Regions from separate parts of the Rattus norvegicus genome. Here region 2 is linked to region 1. Evidence: chromatin contacts called from public Hi-C data. All regions are on one chromosome and are shown on one strand. Each heading gives the region's core, a stretch centred on a gene start, on an enhancer-like site or on the middle of the called end of the contact. The rest is flanking DNA. Distances are from core to core; before and after follow the strand shown. Region 1 holds the start of Wnt9a (Wnt family member 9A). Region 2 overlaps Snap47 (synaptosome associated protein 47).

What was found. A called contact is a pair of places that touch in the nucleus more often than the background predicts.
Region 2: a Hi-C map of the A7r5 cell line shows a contact between it and region 1, with 4 times the contacts expected there. The contact joins the enhancer-like site here to the promoter of Wnt9a in region 1. A contact is called at or near these places in 2 of 12 Hi-C or Micro-C datasets (the A7r5 cell line and Schwann cells).

Annotation. Positions count from the first base shown.
Region 1 is chr10:44,592,306-44,595,273 of GRCr8, forward strand. It overlaps Wnt9a (Wnt family member 9A), which reads left to right and starts at 1,386. Exons shown (of 4, transcript NM_001105783.2): 1 at 1,386-1,567. The coding sequence starts at 1,473.
Region 2 is chr10:44,694,868-44,697,835 of GRCr8, forward strand. The region is part of intron 4 of Snap47 (synaptosome associated protein 47); the gene reads right to left. Among named protein-coding and RNA genes, the nearest start is that of Prss38, 34 kb to the left of the region's middle. Within about 2 kb of position 1,429, at least 12 of the 93 cell types and tissues checked have an H3K27ac peak or open chromatin away from gene starts, as enhancers often do. A contact at or near this core is called in the A7r5 cell line, where this site is marked.

The DNA.
Region 1 (2,968 bases), core at 136-2,635:
CTGACCCCTCACCCAGCCACACACCCACCACATATGGAAGCTTTTCAGTCAGGACAGAGTATATTCACTTGGGTGGTCCACACCCACAGGAGTAACCTGCTTGGCTCTGACCAGTGCGGAGGCTGATGTGATTTTTTTTGCGCTCATTTCCTCCTCTGCTTTCCTTTGGAGCAGTGACAGGTGGCTGAGCAGTTGCTGTGCACAGCTAGACAACCCAGCCTCCCAGAGGAGCTCAAACCTCTCAGACTTGGAGGTCTCCGATCCAGAATCAGCCCTTCTAAGTTCAGAAGGTGCTGGCTGGTAAAGAGGTTTGCCTTCCAGGGCATGGAGTTTGCCCCTGCAAGCCCAGGTCAGGGAGGCACACTAGTGTTAGCCGACCCTGAGTTTCGTTAGCTTGCCTCTGGTGTGTGTGCTGTCACTGTCTTGCACATAAGTGCGTCTCCAGCACCGAAGGTTGACACGTGGTGGGCATGTGTCGGGACCCAATCACTCAGTCCTATTCTCCAGCACTTTGAATCGTCCCTGAATAAGCCGCCCCTCCCCCAATGTCAGGAGACTTGTAAACAGTCTCTTGGGTGTCCTGGGCACTTGTGTTTCTCTGCGTCTTAGTCCAGGTTTGACTTACAGACAATTCAGTCCATGATGATAAGTCACCGCTCTGGGCTTTCACACAGGCCAGTCACCATCCTGGCCAGCGGTCTCCTTCATCTTCCATCCTGTTTGGGGGATGAGGTGTGTCAGTGATATCTGCAGCTAATAGTCAAAAGGCCTCTGAGGACCATATCGTCCCATTGTTAGGTCTAAGTTGGCCACAGCACCGGCTCTGCAGGAATGCATTTTTGGTCTCCCTTCGAGAGGTCGTCTTTCCATTCCTCCAGCCACAGTACCCCAGCTTTAAGCAGTGGCTCCCTCTTGGCAACATTCTCCAGCGAGTGGATTCACGTCCACCCGTCTCTGAAATCTGTGGCTAACGTCACCCCCAAACCACCCAGTCACTACCCCTCAAGCACAGTCGTCAAAGTTTCTAGGCTTTCGAATGTCTTTCCCAGCGGCCAACACCCGGTCCCCAACTGTCAGGAGACACCCCGGAGCTTGCACTTGTGTCCTGGCTGCAGACACCTAGCCCTGGGGTCTAATCTTACTCGTGGTCTCCCGGTCCCGCCCCACCGCTCCTTCTGGCTCCGTTATTCGACCGGGGTTCCCACCGCGCCACGTGCCCAGCCCTCCCCACGGCGCGCCCCAGGCCCGCCCCGCGAGCCGAGCAGCTCCGCCGCAGCGGCGGGCGCGCAGCTCGGGTTTCGGCCCGCCCCCGGCGCCGGCGTGACCCCTCCTCCGGGGCGCGGGCGGGCCGGGCCCAGCTGGCCGGCGCCCCGCCCCGCGGCCGCGGCTGCGGACGCTATAAGAGGGCGGCGGTCGCGGCGCGCCCTGCGCGGAGCCCGGAGCGCGATGGTCAGCCGCCGCGGCGCGGCAAGATGCTGGATGGGTCCCTTCTGGCGCGCTGGCTGGCCGCGGCCTTCGGGCTGACGCTGCTGCTCGCCGCGCTGCGCCCTTCGGCCGCCTACTTCGGGTAGGTGCCCGCGGCGGGCGGCCGCGCGAGGGCGGGCGAGGGCGGCGGGGCCGGACGGGGGCATCGAGCCCGGGACAGCACTCGCCAGGTGCTCGGCGGGGTACACGGGTGGCTTGGAGTTGTTAGTTGGCAGCGAGCGCGCCTCTCGGTCCGCAGGTCGTTGCCCGCCGTGCGCCCTAGAGGTAGAGGGGTCGGTGTCCCCGACGGGCTTGCTGGGGGCCGCGGTCCACCGTGACTCCCGAGTCGCCGCCGCCGCCTTAGGCCGCGGTGTTCCTGCCAAAAGGCTGGAGCCTCCCTGGCCCCTGCCCACTACCCCCCTTCTCTCCTGGAAAAGTTAATTTAACAACAACAAAAAAACACGTACAAAATCCAGATGTTCCTTGCACTGAGCCCCAAAGGGGAGAAAAAAACCCTCCAAGCTGGAGAAATTTATTTTTCTTGTGCTTTCTTCTGGCGCTCGCCCGAGCCTGGCCCCGACCTCAGCCCTCGGGAACACGTCTGGGAGACCTGACCCAGGGGGTAAACGCCGCCACTGTCCCGCGGGGTCGCCGCCCGCACTCGACTGTCTATGCGTTAGCAGTTTTGCCGCGTCGTTGGGCGCGTCTCTTCGCCTTTAGTTCCTTTCGTCCCTCCCTCTCTACTAGCTTTCCCAGGTCTGGGATGCCTGAACCCAGCGATCTTTAGAGGGACACCCATTGCACTTTGAGTTCGCCAAGGTCCCGGGTGGCATCATGCATGGCAGCGCCCCAGCTTTGTCTGCCCTCCCTGCTTATCACCCTCTCATTCCCCCTCTGGGAGCCCTGGTTAGCCCCTCGGGTCGCAACCCTGGTCCTGGGTGCCCTGGACTGCGCCTTGGGCCGCCGCCCTTCGCCGGTCACCTGTTCCCTCGCCCCTGGCTGCAGTGCCGGCTCGCGGCGGTGTGGCCGGCAGAGGGCCCCGTTGGTCTAGGAATCTGGCACCGGCCAGGGCAGGGAGAGGCGGCTGGGCCGAGGAGCCCTGCAGGTGTATCCTGTTCTCAAAGAAAATAAAATATTTTCATGGGAAAATTTCCCTTTGTGTTTTTCTTTCTCCTCCTTTCTCCTCTGTCTGTCCATTTCTTCTGGGTTGTCTTCAGGGTCAGTTCATGTCTCGGTTCCCAGGGTCTCCTCCACCCTGGCTCCCCTGGTCCAACCCCTGGGCCTTGGCCTGGCAAGCCCCTGCACGCCATCTGTGCAGCCCTAAGCCTCACCCGCGGGCAAGAGGGAGGGCTGAGGATGGCCGTCTAGCCACAGGTCCGCGGTGAGTCACAGCAGCCCATCAGCCAGCTGTGCCTTCCTCTCTTCTGGCCCAGCCAGGCTTCTGACACACCCTGGTATTGCATGAGCAGCCACTTTGCTCCTTCTGGGATTTCTGCTGCTGGGC
Region 2 (2,968 bases), core at 179-2,678, 100 kb after region 1:
TCATAAAGTAGGTCTTTTCTGTCTTCTAGATTTGCTGACAGCAGACATAAATTTGAGACAGCAGAATAAAGCAAGGAAGTGAATCCCTAACACCCAGCCCCACCCGTCTCTCTCCTGTCTCCTCTGTTGTGAGAAGGTTATGTTGCTGGTGCCGCCCACTCGCCTATAGGCTATGTCATCTGACAAGGCCTCCTAGCCTCCCACAGTCAGGGCACACAGAGCCCCTGGCTATGCTTCTCTATGGTCTCTGGGCCTGTGTGCACATGGGTCCTATAAAAAAGCTCATGTCTTTCCAGGAGGCGTGAATACACTGTGATGAGCTGGTAATGCAATTCTCAGCCAGCACCCTTGTCCCTAAGGTACACGAGACTGTCTGAAACAGAAATACCTTTAGACTACGACCCCCTCGAAGGCTGGGGGCCAAGTCCTGCCAGAACTTGGGCACCAGTTTCCAGCCATGCCGTGAGTGGGTCCTGTAGCCCCTCAGGCACTGGCTCACTTGGTTGATAAACCGTTTGTCTTGTTTGTGTTTAAGAAGAATCATACTTATAAGAAAGAAGAGAATTAAAGAAGAAAATAGAAGCTGTCCGTGACTCAAACCACTATTCTCCGCATTAGCCTGATAAGTTGGCTTCTTACCCCCAAATCCCAAATCTGAGACTTTCTGAGCTGATGTGCCACTGCTGCTGAACACCACCCGAGCCCACAGGACAGGCCCCATCAAAATCCAGGCATGATCAGACATGGAGGGGCACACATGCAATCCAGGACTTGGAAGGTAGAGGCCAGAAGACCAGGAGTTCAAGGCCAATCTCAGGGACATACAGAGTTGAGTCTGGCCTGGATTACACAAAACCGTATCTCAAAACAAAAATAAAAACTTAACAAAACAAAACCCTCCAGAACGTATCGTCTGAGCCCATCTTCAGGTATGTGTCAGAGGTACTTGAGAAGCAAGTGGATTCCATGTTTATTTAGACTGGGTGCTGGCCCGAGGCGCTATCACATTTGGGAAATATTTAAAAATCCCAAACAAGCCCAAACCAGTACAGTCCTGAATGCTTCAGAACAGGGACGCTCTCTCGGCCCATGTGGCTGCATTTTACTACTATATCCACATGCTACATGAGAACTCAAAATACAAGATGGAAGGACACTTCCGGTTGTGTTTCCTGATGTGCATTTTTTTCATCTTCTGGATATCCTAAACAAAAGCTTGTGTTATAGACACTCCCCCACCCCAATGCAACTCACAGAGCTTAATTTTAGGAACTGTTCACCTGTTACCTCAAAATCTTTTTTAAAATAAGGTCCAGAAGAGCTGAGCACTGGCCATGAGCTCTGGGGCTCCCTGGATCCAGACTGAGCCAGTTACAACAGACTTAACCTCCAGCCTAGCATTAACTGCCATGGGGAGATGACTCAGACACAGTGCCAGGGTACTGTGAGAAATCACATGTCCCTGAAAACAGAGCAAGGACCTCATCTGGGTCTGGAGGAAGCATAGTCACAAACGGGATGCTGGGCTGCAGGACCCACACCAGCCCTCACAGCCTGGAGTGGCCATAAAGCCGCGGGGCAGGAAGAAACAGTTTTTAAACAACCACATATTGAGGAGTGAAACATGAATATATCTAAAATATATTTCAAAGAGATAAACAAATGAGAGTCATGGTTAGTTAAGTATAATAGGACACAACACAGAAGCCCTAATATGTTGGCGTGAACGTGAGGCTTAACAAACATCTCAGGCAGGACAAACATGAACACAGACATATGAAGCAGGACCAAGAGGCCACAGACCTTGTGAGAACAAAACCCAGTCTAGGACAGACTCTGTGAGACTAACACGTCCTCTGTCTCTTCCTGAAAAGCTAAATGAATTGGCTCTTCCTTGTGCACAGTGAAAGTGTAGCCAAGGAAAGACTATTTATGGGCTGAGGATATAGTTCAGCTGAAGCTCAGACCCCAGAATCACAGAAGTATGGTGATGTCTGCCTGTAATCTCAGCACTTGGGAAGTAGAAGTCAGAAGACCAGAAATTCAAGGTCATCTTGGTTAAACTACATAAGGCCTTCTCAAAACAGAACAAAAACAAAAAACCCCAAGCAAACCCCCCAAAACAACAAAACCAAAAACAACCACTTCTGTGTATTCTGTGACCTTTGCCTAAAAGGTAAAGACTATTCACACACAAATAGTCCATGGTGCGAACTACTGACTGCCTATCCAAGTTTCAGCATTGTATCGTACAAACACTCAACATAAAGGCTGGTTGCTATTTAACCTTTGATTTGGAAAAAGTCTCGCCATTTTAAAAGTCTTAAAAATAGAACTCATTCCAAATAGCCTGCTAAGACCCCTTGGCCTGTCTGCCAAAATGAACTTGGAATTAATTAATACTGGCCATACTGAAAAGACATCCAACAGCTACTAGGTCTGCAGACAAAGACAATCGCAGAGCTAACCTTCCAAGCACTAATACCTCTAGAATATTGGTAGCCTTTTCTCTTTAAGAGAGGGATTGAAGTAATTAAATAGCACCATGCACATTCCATATAACAGGGGACGGAAAGAATGGAGCTCATGAAGTCTGGCCAAACCTTAGAAACAGTTGTTCCCTCTGTGGCCCAGGATGACAAGCTGTCTAGTCATCAGCACACACTGCTGCCAGCCTCTGACATACCCTGGGGGCCCCTTGATGAGCCTTGTCTGGCTGTGAGTCAAAGACCAGGCTCGAGTGGACATTCCCACAAGTCCCTGACATACAACAAACAACACAGTAACCAGGCAGCTTCACCTGTGTGGATGCTCAGTCCCTGCTAGACAGGCAGGACAGACAAACATGTGCAAGCCTGTGTCTGGGAAACTGAGGGCTCTTCTCCTAGGAAAGTCACATCAGCTCCTCTTAGTGTCTGTGGTAGGAGAAGGGAACAGTTCAGGTGACTCAGGCAGGAACCAGGCAGAA